Regions from separate parts of the Oryzias latipes genome. Here region 2 is linked to region 1. A link is a contact called in public Hi-C data. All regions are on one chromosome and are shown on one strand. The core of a region is the stretch at or near the end of the contact, and the rest is flanking DNA. Distances in the headings are between cores, read along the strand shown. Region 1 holds the start of fscn2 (fascin-2). Region 2 overlaps bahcc1 (BAH and coiled-coil domain-containing protein 1).

Region 1 (4,092 bases), core at 973-3,472:
CAACTCTCAGACCTACTGCCAATTTTCAGACAACACTTTTTTCAAGCAGTGGTTCAAGAAACAGTCTGCATCTTTCAAGAAGACACTCCATCACTTGCATCAAAGCCCTCTACTGCGAGGCTGGCTAGCAAAGGCCTTAAAGATGGAAGGGCTAATGACACAGCCCCCATCTTTATTGACCTAAATCCTATTGAGAACTTTTGGGCCCATCTTAAGCGGGAGATATACAGTGAAAGTAAACAGTACACCTCTCTGGGAGGTGATGGTCACAGCTGGACAAAAGGTTGATCCCAAGCAGATCAAGAAACTGACGGACTCCATGAACGAAAGGCTTGTGTCTGTCATTGAAAAGAAAGGTGGCTATATTGGTCACTGAGATTTTCTCTTTGCATTTCAGAAAAAGTTTATTTGTAAAGTTTGTTTGTTATTCTCACTTTAACAGGTGTATAAAAAAACTGCAAGATGGGAAAATCTTTTTTTCTTTGAGTTGCAGAATAATTCTGCACATTGTAAGTTGCCTAATAATTGAGTAAACGTAGTTATCTTTTTAAGAAAGCCAAATCTTCACTTTTAATACTTTTATCTATTGAATATTCAGGTTTGAGGTTTTTTTCCCTACATTTTAGATCGACCAAGTGCACTGTAGTGGCACAACAATACAATTTATCCTCAAAAATACAGATTGCCTAATACTTGTGCACTCAGTGTAGATCAAAAGAGAACTGGAGTGAGACTTTAACTGAACTCCAGTGAAAATTATTCTACATAATAGCAGCGATAAGAACGATACGATTCCTTGGCCATATTGGTTCCTGTTGATTGATCTGATTCACTGACCTAAAATGAGTTCAGGACATCTTTAGCCAAAACTTCAACCAGTTGATGTCAAATCCATGTAGTTCCCACATCATAATTATCCAAATGGAACATAATTAGAACATTTTACCACACTATACGGTCACATGTCTTTGGAAAATTCTGTTTCCACACATTGGTGCCATCACATCAGTCGTTCTTACGTTACAGTAAAATAATGTCTCAATCCAAATGTTATTTTCCAATATTGATATAATCGACTTATTTCATTTTGAAAAGATTAAGTGATGGTATATTCAATTAACAACTTGAGTCAGACGGATCGATCTAAGGATCGATAAGTGTCCAGTTTTGTTCCTTCTATAGGGTCTCGTGTTCTGAAGGCTGTGAAGCCGACTCCTACATTTCCAGGACTTCAGCGCCTCATTATTCGACTCTCTTGAGTGAGAACGAGTCTAAAGAAGCATTGGAATTCGCTCGAGCTTCAACAACTCAAAACAATAAAAAAAAAAAGACAACGTTCTCTGAGAGAAAAAATGTGTCAACCTTTTTTTTTCTTTTTGTGGAGCGCTGAGCCTGGCTCCTTTCTCATCTCGCTTTGTATCAAAATACCTCCATCCAAGTTTGCCTCTTCATCACATTTCTCTCTTCTTGACACACTTTTTGGATAAAGGACGAGGTGAAGAACTTCTTCTTCCGTTTGAAAACAAATGCATGGTTTCTGAGACAGGGGATGGATAAAAATGGAAGTATGATAGACAAACGAATGACTGAATAAATAAATAAATATAAAAACACACTTATTAAAGGGTTGCCACTGAAATCAAAGGAGAAAGTTGAAATGTCAGTACTCAAAGCCACCACTAGGAGGCGGTGTAGGCCTTATGATGCTCTTCTAATGAGAACGCTGGCTGTATGGATTTTGGAGGTCGCACAAAAACGAAAGAGAAGATTGATGCTTGGTTTGTCAGCGTTGGTGCCTGTGGGACTGCATAGCGTAGGAGGGAAGGACTGTAGTGCTATTTAAAATGGCTGCTATTAATGCTTTTAAAATTTGTTTTTTATGGCATTTTTTGTTAAAGCCTTCAATCCGCTACATGAACAAAAAACATCCTTGCAATTCAAATGTTTTTCTTACCTCACCTGAGTGTCTCACCTGTATAAGTCATGCTGTAACTGACAGTTTGGGTGCAAATGTGGGTTCCACTTCACTGCCAGGCATGCGCTTCTTGTGTGCCTTTCAGTCTCTTTGGTTTCCTTGCATGCTGACTTGATTATAATCAAGGAAGCACGCGCTTAGAAAGGCTTCAGAAATGTCTCTGGTCGCCTCATGTGTTCCGGTCTATACTATATTATCCTTTCTTTAGATGTGTCTGAAAAGATGCTTTGAAACGGCGCGGATTAACTGATGTATTGCGTTTCTAAAAACAAACCGCCTCTGAATCATTCATTAATTCACATTTGGCTATTACAGAGCGGGTTTGTGCTTTATGGGGGAACGCAGCGCCTTCTTGTGTGGCAGGAAAGAGTTAATAGCGATGGGCTCGACGTGATGAGTGAAGGGGGCTCTGTGAAAAGCAGCCAGCCAATCCGCGTCAAGATTAACACCTCGCGCGCCTGTGATTGGCTGACAGCCGAGTCGATGTTGTTTGGAGCTCAAACCCCACGTGGGGGCAGGGACTGTTCGCGTCGCTGTCATTGGTGGAATCTTCGCTGAGCGGCCCCGCCTTTCAATAAATCTCGCCTTCTGATTGGTCACAGTACCTAAATCAAACATTTGCGAAGCTCCTCCCCGTCTGTGCTCGCCTTGTTTTTCCGCCCGGGAGGAAAGGCAATATCCCAGTCGCTCTGCCTCTGCCACCGTCGCAACACATCTATCAGGAGTCGTACGACCTCAGATCAGACATTTTCTCCGATTTGGCCCAAAATTACATAACCTGATGTAATATTTACCTAGACGTTAACCCTGCCGTCGAAAACGTCCTATTGTCTTGACTTTATTACCGTTTTTTTCGTCTCCATGTTTCCTCATTTCGCTGCAAACAAACGCAGGCCCGCATCCGCGATGATCAACTGCTGAATATATCTGTGTGTAGAGAAGCCCAAACAGATATTCACATTTAAAGCTTATGAGAAGCTCAATAAAAACCTATTCCGGAAGAAAGAAAAGTGCACAACATATATGTAACGCATTTATTTTTTTCTTTTCTTGGCCAAATAATACGTTTAAAGAGCTTTTAAACTGAAGGAGGTGCAACTAGAACTGAAAAGCACCTTTATCCATTTTACCTTTAGATTGCTTCCAAAATGTTTCCAAACTGCAGACATTGCTAAAATAGACACATTTAAATGAGACACCGACGTTTCAGTTAGTGCTAAAGCTGTTTTATAAAGGACAGTTTCAAAATAAAAGGACAATAACTGGCCATGTTTGTTTGTGGCCTGCAGACTTTTACGACTAATTTTTTTAAAAGTTTCACTCCAATAGCTATAATCTATTTTCAAAGCGTTCCAAGTGGTATTTTAATTATAAATATGTTGTTCGTAGTCAAAATAATAATTGATTAATAATAATATTAATTAATTAACAATTCATTTTCTAGGACATAGTTTCTGCAGAGCGGCAGGGGTTCAACAGAGATTTGCCTTTATTTTGTAGGCAGGACTGTTACCCTGCCCTCATTAGCCATTTACAGGATTTTTCCAATTGCATTTTTTTGTCTTTTCCTGATTCACAACAATGTGAATAAAGCTTAACTTTCTTCTCTTTCTTCATTTTATACATGTCCTTCATCATGAGAAAAATGCTACAAGAATATGTTAAAAACACCATTTTCATCGGTCATTTAGAAAAAGAGTGACTAATCTACCAAAGTATAATAATGCATGAGAGTAAAGATGAAAAGTTTTGCAAAGTGTTTGATTTGCCCTGCAAAAGCATCCTGGAGATGAGTCATTTTCTTTCTTCATCTCATCCCTTCATCCTCTTAGAATCTCCTGTCCATTCAGTTCACCTCAGAATCAAGATCAGTCAGCTCTTTCTCTCCTCATCCCTCGCCGGCGCCGCGCTGAGGATTTAGCTCGCTCCTGATCCAGCAGCAGCAGGCTCGGCGGCCCTCTGAGGCGGCTGCAGGAAGGGGAGCTGGGGCCTGGAGGGAAGGGGAACTCCCCCACCCCCCCACGTGCGCTTAGCAATTGTTGTCGTGGTGATGGTGGCCGTAGCGGTGGTTGCCTGGGAGATGGCGGTTGCTTGTCTGACCTGTTCCCCCTCGTGCT
Region 2 (3,943 bases), core at 769-3,268, 40 kb after region 1:
AATGTTGATTGCTTGAGTCAGTTGGGTTAGAGAACTTTTACTGTAAAGAGTGTCCCCAAGAGGTACAAAAACCAAAATGTGTGTGTCCGAGAAGCAGAGAGAGCTCTGTAGTGTGATGCCGGTGTCTCCAACTTCAAACCAGGAACCAGAGCCAGTTGTAATGACCAAAAAATAAAAACAATCTAACCTTATAAATAAATAATATCAGTCACATTTTCAACACTAGGGCATCTAATTCTGTACGACACTTTCTGACAACTTTTAAAATGAGATTTTTTTGTCTTGTTTTTGTTGTAACACATGACAAAAAATAATCTACATTTTCTTACATCACTTCCCACAATCCTTCTGGAGACTCACCAGGATTGGTGGCAGGTTTGCAGTACTTTTGATTTGTTGGAAGATCTAGGTTTTATTGTATCTGGTTGGAAGCTTTTTCCCTTAAATTTCAATTTATTTGCATAAACAAACGTGTACGTAAACGTTTTTGGTCAAAAGCATTGTTAGAGCTCCACACCATTAGAGTTTCTCACTTTTAAGTCTTTGATAAATTGCAGTTTTCAAAGATTAAATAAAAATCTTTTGAAACTGATGTACATCTATAAATATATATATATATAATTTTAATCCTTGTGCATTTTTTAAGTGCAGCTACTATAAAATCTTTCCTTCTTTAGTTTTCCTGGTCTTCAAAATTTTAAATATTTTACATGATGACAAAAACAAAATTCCCTCCATCTCCCATTTTTAGTAAATATAAACTAAGTTTCCAATAATGCATTAGTTGAAAGGCAGCAAAGCATCATTAAGAAATTTTTAGGTGTCCCAAAATAAACGTAAAATTTGTCAACTGCTCCCACTGCTCCTCACTTTTAAATTAAATGCACAATTTTTTCCACATTTTATTTCTTGTTGCTGTTTTCTTGCTGCCAGAATCTGTGCTATCCTAGGCACTTTCTCATTTGGAGTTGGGTCATCTAGACCCACTAGACAGTGCGCTGAACCTTTTTTCTTCAATGGTTTGTGAACCTCACTGGTGTCCATGGATTACATGAAATCTTTCCACCTTTATCCACCTTTGTCATGGTAAGGAGAACACGTCAGTGTAAGGGTGGGGTCATCTAAGATAGCACAAGGGTTAAAAAGCGTCAAAACGAGTTTCTGATGTGAACAAATTGGAAGGCAAATTTGAAATTACATCTTTATATTGCAGGCAGGACAGAAAATTATTAAGTTGCAGTGAGTTAGTCAATTATTTGAACTTTTGGTTTCCCTAAATTCATCAATTTATTTTCTAATTCATTACTTGATAAGCCAGAGAGTGTACAGGCAAACAAAAGTTTTGCAACATCAACTTTTGATTGCTTTTTATTTGTTATTTTTGCTTAAATTAGCCCAAATTGGGTTTGTTGGTGTTGACTTCTGCCCGGCCGAGAATCAGTGATTTATAGAAGTACACCATCTGTTGCATAACTACCATTAAGTAAGATTGGCTATGCAGTGAAAAATGTCATAAAGGCACACACACGGTAAAATGGATACCAGTAGCAAGCTTACATGGGCTTATGTGAAGGATGGATGAGGTGATGCAGACGAGAGCGCTGATCTCCTCGCTCTGATCTGAATATATCTCAGCGCATGCACTCATGCAGCATCCTGCTGCAGCTGGCAGCTATTCATTCTCCTCGGTGACAATCTCGCGGTGCATCTAAATGGAGAGCTTTCTCTGAATTTAAAAAGCCTCCCCCCACCCCGCCGCCTCATAACTTTACATCCAAGGGCAAAACACCTTTTCCGTCACTGTTCCTTTTTGATAAACGTGCAATTAAACACGACCAGCAGGAACAATGGAGGCATGAGGAGTGACACGCCGCAGATGTTTTGTCCTGCAGCCTCCAGCTGCGGCTGAAAAAACACGACAATAAAAGTCGCAGCACCGCTCTCTGACACCTTGACCCCTCGTGCACACATTCACCCACACACACAAATCAGCCTGCAGCCTGTTTGTTCTACTGTGAAAGCCTCTTTCATTAACCCAGAAGGGCCCCCTCCAGTCTATTGTGCCCACTATCTCCTGCGGCATTCTGGGTAAAGTAGTTTAACAATGTCAACCAGATAAGCCCAATGCAAACCTGCTGATAAGGACTCAAAGACTGCACTTAATGTCTGTGTGTGTTCAAGGCGTTGGTTGATTGAGGAGCAGATGAGGAGGATGTGAAGACCAGCACAGAGCAGAATGGGGGGGTTTGAATGAGGAGCAATGTTTCATATCACAACAGGCCAAAAACGAGAAGACAAAGAAAGAGTAAATACGCGTTTTTTTTGAACGGGTGCGGGATTTAAAACCATTTCCAAGGACCATTAGTGAAGTTAGTCGAGTTTTCCTGTATTGACAAGTGAGGAGAGTCGCAGGCTGAGGAGAAAGGAAAAAGCAGTGGAGGAGGGGCTGCCATTAAAAAACACAGAATAAAACCGAGTTTATGGCCGGTGTTCAAGGCAGTGCCGCTCTCCCGCTTCCTTTGAGCACCGCTTTGATTGTGACTGGAGGTCAAAGGTAAGAATTCCACGCAGACAAGACGTTTGTACCAAACCGCAGATACCAAAGGTGCAGGTAACAAGGCGATAAGAAGGTGTGAACATGCTGCTGCCATGAATTGCTGTGTAATTTCTCACAGGAAGTCCATAATCCAAACTGCTCTCTTGGCTGGCACGCTGAAAGAGAGCACGAATCAGCAAACAGCGAATTCAAATATTTTCAGACTGAAAGGAAATCTGCTGGCTTTGTTCTCTTAATGGTGCCGTTCCGTTTTATTGTTCGGCATACCTGACCCACCTGAGGAGCCCGAGGAGACTCTACCCTCCTCTTGTGAAACGCTGTAAGATACAGTTTCCCTTTCTTTCTCCATTCATTCCTGCCTGTCGGCTTCGGCTACAGTTTCAAATTGCTTCCTACCAACGTGGACCCCCCCACACACACACACCACCACCACCAGCCTCTTCATTCTTGCTTTCTACCTTGGTTTATATTCTGAGATCTGACAAATGATCGGCATTGATTCACACAAGGAGGCATTCAGAGAGCTCAAACTCGACACAAAAGAGAGGGAAACTCTTCAACTCATTTTGTAAGAACCATTTTTTTTTAATGAAACACAAAAAAAAGCAATAAAATTAAGATAAATATTTTTTTCTTTTTGTACATGAGGAAATATTTAAGTTATATTTCCAAAGAATGACTGAAATTACATAATATATCTTACTAGGCCATCTCAACCGTACAAAGCAGGTTCCAGTGGGTCTAAATAAGGATCAAAAACACACACAGATGTTATCTCTGCAAAAATGTGATGTTCAGAACTGAATCCAGTGTCTGTTCAACAAAATACAGCTTTTAAACAAATTAAAGACCCATTAAAGTTATATTTTATAACCGAGTTTCACATTAGATCTCATTTAAAGCTTTTGCTTTGCAGTGTAACAGCAAAAAGTGTTGTTAAACGTCAGTCCTTACAAAGAAAAAAGGCATTTATGTTCTTCCCCTGTACCTCTAACCGGTACATACCATCAGTCCTCTCAGGCTTGCATAAACATGATAAGGGAAAAAAAATGTACAAACATAATATACATCCGTTTTTGTTTTGTTTTTTTTGTTGTTTTTTTTGGCAAAGCAGGAATAAAAGTGACAAGAACCATTATTGATGATTTGATCGGTTATTTTTCTTCCTGTCTCTCAGCATTGTCCCATTGATTGGCTCTGATTGTCCTTCACAGTCACGTGATGCCATTATGGTTGCCATGGAGACCTCAAGTGCATCAGCTGGGCAGCCCCTACACAACGTCGCTGCCATGTTTCTCAGAGGCCGTCATAGCAACGCCGGATGAACGGACAGGAGAAACGCTGTCATTGCAGGGGGTCCCGGATTCAAATTTGATTGAACATTTT

The links. A called contact is a pair of places that touch in the nucleus more often than the background predicts.
Region 2: a contact with region 1 is called in a Hi-C map of embryo, with 1.7 times the contacts expected there. The contact joins the enhancer-like site here to the promoter of fscn2 in region 1. A contact is called at or near these places in 3 of 5 Hi-C or Micro-C datasets (embryo and gastrula embryo).

The regions. Positions count from the first base shown.
Region 1 is chr19:3,820,285-3,824,376 of ASM223467v1, forward strand. fscn2 (fascin-2) reads right to left here and starts at 2,223. Exons shown (of 6, transcript XM_020712251.2): 1 at 1,973-2,223.
Region 2 is chr19:3,860,708-3,864,650 of ASM223467v1, forward strand. bahcc1 (BAH and coiled-coil domain-containing protein 1) reads right to left here. Exons shown (of 28, transcript XM_023949737.1): 28 at 3,192-3,943. Among protein-coding and RNA genes, the nearest start is that of LOC110017224, 15 kb to the left of the region's middle. Within about 2 kb of position 2,019, at least 3 of the 8 cell types and tissues checked have an H3K27ac peak or open chromatin away from gene starts, as enhancers often do. A contact at or near this core is called in embryo and gastrula embryo, where this site is marked.